3 separate regions of the Gossypium hirsutum genome follow, and all the other regions are linked to region 3. A link is a contact called in public Hi-C data. All regions are on one chromosome and are shown on one strand. The core of a region is the stretch at or near the end of the contact, and the rest is flanking DNA. Distances in the headings are between cores, read along the strand shown.

Evidence for each region. A called contact is a pair of places that touch in the nucleus more often than the background predicts.
Region 1: a Hi-C map of leaf shows a contact between it and region 3, with 2.2 times the contacts expected there. The contact joins the promoter of LOC107893637 here to the promoter of LOC107893631 in region 3. A contact is called at or near these places in 2 of 34 Hi-C or Micro-C datasets (both in leaf).
Region 2: a Hi-C map of leaf shows a contact between it and region 3, with 2.7 times the contacts expected there. The contact joins the promoter of LOC107893639 here to the promoter of LOC107893631 in region 3. A contact is called at or near these places in 9 of 34 Hi-C or Micro-C datasets (callus, hypocotyl, leaf and 1 more).

The regions. Positions count from the first base shown.
Region 1 is chrA13:77,279,620-77,283,435 of Gossypium_hirsutum_v2.1, forward strand. LOC107893637 (membrane-bound transcription factor site-2 protease homolog) reads left to right here and starts at 2,330. Exons shown (of 6, transcript XM_016818676.2): 1 at 2,330-2,913; 2 at 3,025-3,172; 3 at 3,678-3,758. The coding sequence starts at 2,495.
Region 2 is chrA13:77,319,517-77,323,671 of Gossypium_hirsutum_v2.1, forward strand. LOC107893639 (serine/arginine-rich splicing factor SR30) reads right to left here and starts at 1,320. Exons shown (of 15, transcript XM_041085012.1): 1 at 495-1,320; 2 at 136-201; 3 at 1-48. The coding sequence starts at 578.
Region 3 is chrA13:77,004,760-77,008,738 of Gossypium_hirsutum_v2.1, forward strand. LOC107893631 (40S ribosomal protein S21) reads right to left here and starts at 1,728. Exons shown (of 4, transcript XM_016818671.2): 1 at 1,615-1,728; 2 at 1,313-1,425; 3 at 1,092-1,224; 4 at 133-337. The coding sequence starts at 1,356. The coding sequence ends at 275.

The sequences.
Region 1 (3,816 bases), core at 1,080-3,579, 280 kb after region 3:
CTGTAAAGTTCAAGATAGGCTTGTGAGAGGCTCGATAAAGAAGACATTATGGAGATACGAGTCAATGTGGAGATTTGTGGATTATGCCTCACATTTCAATCAAATTAATACACAAATAGAGAGCGACTTCACAACGAGGAGCCATGCGATATCACGACAACGAAACAGGGAAGAAGCAGAAACAACGTCGCAACGACACGATAGAGGACGTGGCGACGTGTCATGCAATTTTCTCTATTTTCTTCTTCCAGTCAAATTCTGATTATTTGTCTTAGTCGAACTCTAATTAGTGTATATTATTTTAAGATTATTTGACCTACGAATTTAGCCTATAAATAAATCATTTTCTACCCTAGAAAGATTAACCCATAACATTTCAGTATTAGCTTTTACAAGCTTTCAAGGGATTTTGTGTTTAAGTTTTGAGGGCTCTTATTTTCGAGTTTCAGGATTTAGTTTTTACCTCCATCTTTGTACTATTTGTTTTTGCTGATTTAGTGAAATCATCTTTGCCTATAGTTTTTTATCCTCTTCAGATAGGTTTTTTCCACGTAATATTTGTGTGTTTGATCTTTTTCAAATTTTTTGTTATTTTTCTTGTTCGCTGCTTACACGGGTTTATCCCCAACATTTGAAAAAATAATTTTTAAAAAGGCACGTATTAGTAATATTTATCAAATTAAATTTATATATTTATTTCAAATATAATAAGAGTTAATTATATTTATCAATTAAAGTAGAGTAAAGATAAATATAAAATTACAAAAAAATGAAATATTAAATATTTTTATTTAACAATATATAAAAGAAATAACTTGTAAGAAATTATTAATAATTATTTAAATTATAATATATTAATATTCAATCCATGATGAATTTTTGTATTATTTTAATATTAAATGTTTTTAAAATTAAATAACATTAATATAAATTATTTAAATTATTTAAATATTTTTAAAAATATTTTGTAATTACATTACATTTTCAATTCATTAATGGTTTTTTAAAGAAATTCATTAAAATTTGTAAAACAAAAAACTAATATTATAAAATTATTACAAATTTAATATACACAGTTGACCCATGCATCGCAAGAGAATACAAATTAGTTTAATCTACGAAACCCAATTTTCTTTTAATTATATGATTCTGAATTTCCCACATTAAACTAAAAACAAAGAAAGAAAATCCTTGAAATCAATTAAATTAAATGCTTATTCTTCATTTTGGTAAAGAAGTGATGGACAAAATTATGGATTTTGTTTGGTATAGAAGATAAAATTAATGAACTATAAGGAATTTTTTATTTGCTTTTAGTTTAGTATGGAAGATTCAATATCAAATAATCAAAAGATATTTGGATTTTGTAGATTAAATATGAGTTATGTGAGTTGTTTTAGTTAATGATGATTTACAAATATAAAAATAAAATTTAAAATTTTAGAAGGAGATTAAATTAATTAAATTTAACAATTTATTTAATTGATTTTGATGTTTTAAAATTTAAATTTTCAATATTGAAAAAAATTATAACTTTTAGTAAGGGGGAAACAATTTTTAATGCATTATTTTAGTTTCTATCTCTTTTTTACTTTAATCCTTAATTTTTTTACCCATATCAATATTTAAAAAAAAAATATTTTTGGAATGACCAAAATGAAAGAGTAAACATCATGTGGCATGTATTATTAACTGTTAGTAGAGATTTAATGTCTGTGCGACTAAAATAAAAGAGTCTTTAATGAAGATGACAAAATTGTAAGGATATATTTTTAAGTGACTAAAATGAAAATACTTTAAAATTTAGGTGACCAACCAAATAAGTTACCCAAATAAATATTACATGCACTTAGAATTAAGGAAAGCCAAGCTCTGAATAATTGAAGTTATGTGCGTCCTCAACTTCAAAGATGTACTCAAAATTTAAGATTTAAGAAGGTTTAGATAAAAAAAAAATTGAGCTCAACTCTAGTTCTGTCATTTTTTTAAAATTTATAATATTTTTATATATTATATAATTTATAATACATAAAAATTAATTTTATAATAATATACTATACTATGAAAAATGTTAAAGAAGATTATACATAAAATTTTAATAAATAAAATTATTAGATATTAAATAAAAATATATTTTAAAATTTTTTAAAAATAACATAATTCAGTATGAATATGTTTAAAATAGATTAAGTTAATCATAAACAAATATATGTAAATTTGATAAAATTTTAAACTCACATTCATATAATAACCAAAGAAAAATAAAATACATTAATATAATAACAAAGCTCGGCTCGAATCCAACCATCGCTCGTTTACACCACTAGTCGCGTCCGGTTCTATTATCTATTACCAATTTACCGCGATTTACACACTTTTTTGTCTCATTAACTGAATCAGTTTGAGGGAAAAAAGAAACCCTACTAACAGCCGCCGCCGCCAAACATATGTCAAAGGAGGAATAACGGAGAAGTGTACGGTCGGAATCTGAGCTATGAGATTGAACCGAGCAAGAAGGCATGGAGCAGCCCGCCTCCCTCTTCGTGCTTCTCCTCCTCTAATCCACCGCGTGATGGCTACCGTCAACGCCATTTCCTGCTGGTACTGCGACCTCAAAATCTACGCCCTCAACGAACCTCTCTTCCGGTTCGGCCGAAAGCACAACATGATTCTTAAACTCTGGTTTTCCATTGGCACTGGTTTCGGCCTAACGGCACTCATCGGAGTCACTTGGATTCTTATCTGGCAACTATTCCTTAGCTCCGACACGCGGTTAAGCAACCTTTTCAGCTCCCTTTTGTTCGGCTTTTCCCCTTCTTTAAGAATCTCAATGTCGGATGCCGGATATTTGTTCATCTCCACTTTGGTCTCCGTTTCCGTCCATGAATTTGGCCACGCTATCGCCCTTGCAAGGTCAACTTCTATTTAATTGATTGCATTGGAAACAACATTGATGTTTTAAGTTGAATTTTGAGCTTCAAGGTCAGGTTTTTCTCATGTTTGTTGCGATAGGTGAAAAAGCAGTGAGGGAATTCAATTGGAGTACATTGCAGTTTTTATTGCGGTTCTATTCCCTGGTGCTCTAGTTGCTTTTGATTATGATTTGCTGCAGGCATTGCCTCGATTAACCTCTCTTCGCGTATATTGTGCTGGTATTTGGCATAATGCAGTGGTAATCTCACACATTTATAATCAGTCTTTCGTGTTTGGATGATTTTTTTATCGGCTTAGGCCTTAGCGTTGTAGCTGGATTTGCAGAACACTTTGGTTTGTCAGACCATGGTGCTGCAATTAGGAATCCGTTTATGTATTTCCACATGCAGTAGTAAACTCAAAATTTTGTGATCGGTATTTAACGTTTACATGAGTTCTTGATCGGATTAGGCTTAGGTAAGCATTGTAGTTGGGCTGCAAAGCTGAAATTTTGTACCTGCATAGCATAATGTAGATGTATCATGTTTGGGTGAGTTCTTGGTTGGCTTAAGCTGAGTTTAGCATTGTAGTTGGGTACAGAAACACGTTGGTTTGTCAAACCATGGTGCAAAACTGAAATTTTGAATCTGTTTACATATAGCATTGTCATTGTGATGGGAATTGGAGTTCCACAATTTTACTGTAATGGTCAAACACAGCTTAATCTAGTTCACCTCTAACTTTTACTTTTGTCCCTCTTGTAGTTCTGTGCACTTTGTGGGTTGTTGTTGTTCCTGCGGCCCGTGATCCTGTTTCCCTTTTACATGCATGCCGAGAGCCCTTTGGTACTGCGCTGCAAGTATTTACATATTTCATTTTGTTTTATTCAGTTAAAGCATGTTG
Region 2 (4,155 bases), core at 70-2,569, 310 kb after region 3:
ACCATCTCGACCACGAATTGCATCTTCAGCATCACGAGGATCCTCAAACTGCAATATGCAATTGTTAGATTACTGAAACCTAAAAACTGATTTCCTATTATTCTTTGCCTCAAATCACAAAATATTAAAACTCACCTCAACAAATGCATAACCAGGGGGCCTTGGTGGGATCTTCAAGTCAATATCAACAATGGGTCCATACTGCAATATAAAAACATAAAATACTAAGCAAGCGGCAAACCTCCAAAACAAGATAAAGCAATGCGTTAAACAGTAATTTGGAAACCCAAAATTGATTAATCCAACAAAATTATTTCTTCCTCTTTTTTCTTTTCTTTTTTTTTTTTTCACACAGCTAGTTATGCCATATCTCCACTACCCAAAGTTAAAACTATAAAAATAGGTCACATTAGAGCAACTTTTGAAACTATTTAGTAAAATACTGCAAGAATGAACATAGATGATGATTTAAGAATAACAAGGGAAAAGAAAACCTTGTAAAATAAATCTTCAACTTCCCTCATACGAGTATCCCCAGGCAGATTGCCCACATAGAGCGTGCGGCTTGAACGGCCCATTTTTCCCTGAAACAATACCCAATCTTAATCTAGAAATACAAAAAAGGCAAGTAACAAAAAAAAATGGCGGTTTCAGTGATAAACAGGTTCATCCAAGACATAGGAAAATTTCGAAGAAAATTTGAAGAACAGAGAATACAGAGAAAAGGTCGGGTTGTAGGGATTTAGATGATAGATAATTCTGGAAGGTTATAGAAGAAGGGCTTCGTGGGTGGCTTTGAAACGATGAAAATTAAAAAAGACAAAACATGAATCTTTTCAACTTAACCCTATGCAATGGTTTGTCACGTGTTGGTGTTTGATTTCTTTCTTTTTTGAAATTTCCAGTTGAAGCTGCTTTACGGTTTTACCCCCTCCTTCCTGGAAGTATCAGACGTGTTTTGAGCCTGTTGTGATTATTTTGCTATACGGAAATTTGGTTTGTAAGTTTAAAATATGTAATAAAATGGATCATTTTCTTCTAAAATCACTTTTGTATTAGATTTTTTTAGTGGCTTATATCAAATTTGAAGAAGTAAAAAGTTTGTATACAAGAAATAAGGACATCTTCAAGAAAATGGAGTACAGAATGAGTTTTATGGTTGCTTCATGGAAGCGTTTGAGTTGTTGACATTATGAGAATTCTTAAGTAGGAGCAGTTGTGGTCTGGAGAAAGATTGTTTATTTAGAAATCTTTGAGGAGGATTGGAATACATAAGCATGAATCTTTATTCAAGGAGGCTACTAATGGAGTGACTAGCGAAATATGCTTCAAAACTCAAAATATCTTTCCCTTTTTATCTTTTATTATGTACAAAAAAAATCCCGTTATTATGAGAATTATCAAGACAAAAACGAATATTTGGTTACCATAACTAATTAAACCTTGGGTTAATACTTTTTTTGCTCATCATATATTAGCAAAATTTAATTTGATTTTTGAATACTAATTTAAAACCTACTTTATTGGCTAACTACAACTCTTGCTATCACCCAACCTTGTTAAGAACATAAGTCAAGTAAAAGAATAGTTGTAATCGCTCAAGTCGATGGATTTTTTTATATATAATACACTTAACTCATCAACCTTTGACATCTCTATGTCAACTGACCTAATCAAATCCACTTATTATTGATTGGTTCAATTGGTTAAGTTAATTAACTCAATTTTTTGGATTGGATGGGGTAGATTATTTGGAATTAGGTTATTCAATTATTAGGTTGGATTCAATTTAAATTATATATTTGTCGATTAAATCTTAGTTCGATTGTCATGGACATTATTGTCAATACAGGTGGATGTGGATTCGAGTACGCTGACGCGCATTATCCTCCTATTTGTGGGTTGAGGAGAGACTATGGATAGTTCTAGGCATTGTGTTAAAAAGAGTAGATATGATCAAAACCTATAATGAGATTGTTAAAAAAATTAAATTATAGACTTATATATAATATTATAAATATATTTACAATAAATAAAAATAATGTAACACCCTAATTTTGGGCCTAGTCGGAACCATTAATCCGAAGTCGGAGAAATTATTTTTTATTTTATGTGTTATAGCATGATTATATGAGTGTATGGAAATTTTGGTGAATTAATTTTAGCTATTTTGTGCTTAATTGCGAAAAAGGACTAAATCGCATAAAGTGCGAAAGATTTGTTCTACAAGCTAATGTTGTTAAATAGCTATAAACACTAAATTAGAGGTCCTTAGTGAGCAAATAGATCAATAAAAATTAGTGGCTGAACATGGAGACAAAGAAATTGAAAAGTCAAAATTTGGTGGGCATTAGGTGACTTATTTAGTAATAAAATAAAACAAAAAGGAAAAATGTTGTCATCTTTTCATCTTTCTTCTTCATCCACCGAAAATGGCTGCAAACATAGGGCTTTTGAGAGCCCAAACTTTCGGCCACTTAGTTCTCTTGCAAGTAAGTGTTTTTGAAGGTCTTTCTTGATAATTTTTGTATCTTTATGACCCTTGTAGCTTAAGCTAACTAATGGAGGGACTAGTTTATAAAATGGTTGAGAGTCTAGGGTTTTGCCACGTGAATACTCATTTTTTTTGTTGAATTTTTATGAAAGAAAATGAATCTTGGTTGTTTAATTAACAACTTTTGTGAAAGGATTTTTTTCATGAAACCACCTAAAATGGACCTTTTTGTAAAGGTTATAAAATAGGTGATAAATGTGTGGAAAAATTGAAATTGAGAGTTTCTATAAGCTTAAATCAGTTTCAGCTAGGCTTGGTTAATGAGGAAATTCGATGAAAATCGTTTTACGGGCCTAGGGGCAAAATCATAATTTTGTGAAAGCTTAGGGGCAAAACTGTAAATTTGCCAAAGTATGTTTTATGGGCAGCTAGCAATAATTATAAAAATTCGGCTAAGCTTGGGTTGTGTTTAATTTCATGAATTTTGCACTTTTATGTGATAGGTACTAAATTGCAAGAATGTGAAACATTAGGGGCAAAAGTGTAAAGTTGTCCTAATGTGAATTTTTGGACTAAATTGTATAAATTGATGACTAAATAAGTAAAATTTGTTATTTTATAGATTGGGAGAGACGATATCTGGACAAAGAACGAGGGAAAACAAAGTGTTGGGTTAGTCGACTTAATTAATTATTTCAGCGAACGAGGTATGTTTATATGGTTAGTTGACAATGATCAATTATTAAATTAGAAATGATATAATGTATTATTATTACGTACAATTGTTATCAAATCATGATAATATGAGATTGAATTGAAAGATCAATTTAAGAAAAATGCAGGGTCGAGTACAATCAGACTAAGACTCGTGATGAATTGACGGAAAAAACCATGGTTGGACCATGGCGATATGAGAGCCGTGTAAGACCATGTCTGGGACATGGCATCGGTCTCGGTATGTGTCAATGTAATACCATGTCTAGGACATGGCATCATCACCGGTATATGCGAGCCAGTGTAAGACCATGTTTGGAACATGGCATCGGTATTGTTATGTGAGCCAGTGTAAGACCATGTCTGGGACATGGCATCGACCTCAATATGCGAGCCAGTGTAAGACCATGTTTGGAACATGGCATTGGAATTGTTAGATGTGTCGGTGTAAGAACATGTCTAGGACATGGCATCGGCACCGATGTATGAGAGCTAGTGTAAGACCAGGTCTGGGACATGGCATTGGCATTTTACCCTTTTATATGAGGCTTATCAGGTATCCTTTAGTATTTTAACTGGTTCAATGGGTGATTTAAAAATTGTGTCATGATTAAAAAACGTTATAATTATGTTGCAAGTGGCACAGGTATGTGTGCAAAACTCATGAGAAATGATTTCGGTTTATGATGCACCTTTGGTAAGGATGCAAATAAGTAAGTCATGCTCATGAGAATGATTTTGTGATGACCTTGTGATTATGGGTCTATGCTTATGATGTATAAATATGTATTTTTACCATGATGGTTGAAATGATTTGTAAATGTGTTATAAACTTAGTTATCATTATTTTACACTAAAATAGTTTTGGACAACAGCAGTAGTCCAACTTTGAAAATCCACCAAAAATTGTGGAAATTGAGTTAGAGATTGAATAAAATATGAAATTA
Region 3 (3,979 bases), core at 478-2,977:
AATGGTACCCGACTACACCCGTTTGCCAACCTGCTCCTAATCTCCTCCTCCCCAATCTCTCTCGCAAAAAGTTTTGGTAATCCGCAAACAAAGTGATAACAAAAATGGAGAACCCAAAGTGAGACAGACATATTAGGCTATAATGCAAGCAATTTAAGCACAAAACATAAACCATTCAGCAAAAAACAACTTTAACATGATCCACCAAAAGAAACTACAGCTCATTTTCCCTCTCCTCAGTTAAGAAACAAACTAGTAACAACAAGTCTTCTGACTACTGTCGGACTTTGGCTTTCTTCTTCTGCCAAAGCCTGTCGAGTGCGCTATCGGCATCGCCCTGCAAAGTAGAACAAACTAATTAGCAGCCAAAATCAGATGCAACTCAATATCTTGAAAAAGAACTGAGGCAACAAAATAAAACTTCTTATTAATAGAATCCAACTTTTATACAATGAACAACTTTGTAATTGGGTCTACCAGGAACCTGTCAGTCTACAAGCAACCAGGCTTGCTTTCCTACGATATATTGCATCAGGTCTTTAAGCATGGAGTTTTAGCTGTGGTATTTCAATTCAGAATGTTCTTAAAACCAAAGTTTATTTCTCTAAATGTACTACCAGAGCAGAGCAGAAGGTATAAGTTAAAAACATTCAAAATGAACAACCCTGTAACTGTGTCTATACTAGGACCTTGTGCCAATCTACAGGCAGCCGGACACACCCCACATTGCATACTCCAGGTCTTTACACATTGCATCCAAAATATGCTAATAAACCCAATGTTTTCCCTTGCAAAGTAAATGGATCGCAATTGACACTTCAAATGCATCTCAAACATTCAGAGTCTTTAACTTGACAACGTAACTAGAAGCTCATTACTAACAAAGCAAGTTGCAAGATTAATCTTTTTAAGCATGATCAGAATTTTAAACATGTAATTAATGCAAACCTGAGAATGCAGTGAAATGACCCTTCAAGAATCCTCCAAATAAAAAAGAAATTAAATTAAACATTCACTTATCAGACACCAGTAACATAGGACTGAAGCAGCCCAAAATATCCAACAGAGGTTAGTAAAGAACCAAAACGAACCTGGGCTCGAACAAAGCCACAAAGAGCAAAAGTGGAGAATGTGCCAGTGTATCTGCCAAGCTCATCCAAGTGCCCAACGTTAATCTGAACGGATGCATGATCCTTGGAGGTTATAAGCCTGTTAGTGGCGGAACTGCAACAACAAAAGTACAAATGAGCATTACAATATAGACAAAAATTGTGAGAAAGAAACATGAGTGAAGCAAATTAAAAACCATTTCCTGGGGATATAAAGATCCATGTTTTGCCCCTCTTCGTTCTGCATCTTTTCAGACTGCTTAACTGATGAAGAAACGCAAAGCTGAAACTATATTTGAACTTCAAGTTCGATCCCCTGCAAATAAATTATGAACAAACATTTTATAGAAAACCCAAATCCTGATTTAAATTATAATTTCTGGGAAAAAAAATTGCCAAGCATATTTAAACATTTCAAAAGGGAAAAAAATTCAAACGTATGAAGATTAAAACACCAAAATAAAATTAGAACTATGAAACCCAGAGACACAGAAAGGTATACTACCTGTAAGATAATAAAGGAAAGCGGCTGAAGACGCGAAAACTGCTAGGGCTGGGTTTATTTATTTAAAACATGATAATTATTTTTTTAAGAAAATTAGCTGGATTTTATTACAGAAGGCCAACACAAAATGCAAAGCCAAAATGACATGGGTCATAATAGACTAGTCCAAAACATACAAACAAAGACTAAGCCCACAAAAGCCAAAACCAAAAGAATCAAAAACAAAAACAGAAAAAACAGCCCAACAACAAGATCCAGCAAACGGCAAAAAAAGGGGAGCTCTAGAGACGTCTTCTTCAGCTGTACTCCAATAATTAAAACCCCTTTTGAAAAAATTAGCAAGAACCGCTTGGGGAAGCAAAAACCATCAGATACTTAATTACCCATCATATCAATCCTATCAAACCTATTCATTACCCCGATGCACATTGAAAGATCAAAACCCATTGAAACTCAGCAAAATCAAAATTCCAGAACACTTTCTCTAGACCCTTCATTTCTTCTTCCCCTATCCTCACCCACTACCTCCATCTGCCTCCTGTCTTCAGCTATCGCCTCCACCGCACCAGGAGATATTAGATTTGTTAAGTAAGTAGATTCTCTTTTCTTGAGTCCTTCTTGTGCTAAACAATGGGCAACTCTGTTAGCCTCCCTGTTTGTGAAAAGAAAAACACAATGATTAAATTGACAGCTGAGATACTGAGCATCTTTGATATACACAGAAATTTTAGATCTGTCCTCCTTTTCCTCTTGCAGCTTCCGAATGATCGTTCGAGAATTACCTTCAACCTCAATCGCCCTCAACCCAAGTTGTAACCCCAGCTTCAGTGCCTAAAAACACGCTACTGCTTCTGCGGAAAAAACAGACGGTATGTTCAAGTTCATTTTCGTTTTACAACAGATAACCTCTACTGTACTGTTACGAATCACTAACCTAGAGCATGACTCTTTGTTGTGATTGTTGAAAGTTGCGTCAAAGTTCACTTTCAATCTCGATCCCATCGGAGCAGTCCATCTGTCCACACAGATCCATCTTTCAAGTATAGCACTTTTTAGATCATCAAGTTCCTTTAAATAAATTTGCACAAAACTTGCAATCTGAACGCCTGTTTGGTTTTCCCCCTCATGAATAAATTTGTTCCGAGACGTCCATAACGCCTATAAAGCGCATACAGTCATTTTACACAAAGCCATGGATCTAGTCTCAAAGGTATTTTTCAGCCAAACTGTAAATTCTGAATTGTCATCCGAGCTAGCCCATGCCATATGTAACTGCTCTCATGTATCTTTTGCAGGAGGACATTCCCAGAAAATATGCTCCCTCATTTCAGCTCCTGTTTGACACCTTCTACACATGGGGGAAGCAATCATTCTGCGATAATGAAGATTACTAAAACGAGGCAGATAGTTACATAGGAATCTCCAGATTGTAATTTTAATTTTAGGGGGTAGATTCATTTTCCATAATTTTTTGTAAATTTGCTTGTGATTTGTATGTAATTGATCCCGACCTTCTTGTAAAAGAAGTCAGTGACCACTTCGGACCAAGTATTCGCCTGACAACTCACCCCGCCAAACAAGAGAGTCTTCATGCTCAAACAAAGGAAGAGGAATACAGAGGATCCTTTTTGTAATCTGTTCCTCAAAGGTAAAACTGATCAGATCAGACTTCTATTTTTTAGAACTTGCATCAATAAGATCCGCAACTTCGATGAGACTCTAATTATTATTCATATTCTGAATTCTGAGTTGATCATCTCCAAGTATCCAAACATCATCCCAAATAGAAACTTTCTAACCATTCCCAATCCGCCAATCCAAACCCTTCAAGAGGAGGCCCCTCGCGGCCCAGATACTCTGCTAGGTAAAAGAAGGTGACCTCCCCAAACTAGAGTTCAAGAAATCACTATCTTTAAAATATCTGGCTTTCAAAGTACGCGTTAGTAAAGAATTAGGATTACTTAACGACGCCAACCTTGTTTAGCCAATAAAGCAGTATTAAAAGAACTCAAATGACGAAATCCCATACCACCATCCTCTTTAGGCGCACATAAGGATTTCCAATCACACCAATGCATCCACTGCTTGCTATGATTATTCCTCCACCAAAATGAGCCCATTATGTTTTCCAGTTCCACACAAAACAATTTTGGTAAAAGGAAACAAGCCATCGAATAGGTGGGAATAGACTGTAAAATAGCCTTGATAAAAACCTCTCGACCTCCGTGTGAAATGTGTCTAATACTCTAGTTGTTGATTTTCTGCTTCAAACGATATTTCAAATTTTGAAAAGCCATTTTCTTCTTACAACCCACCATGTTGGGAAGTCCATGATATCTCTCCAGATCGGTCGAACAACGAACAT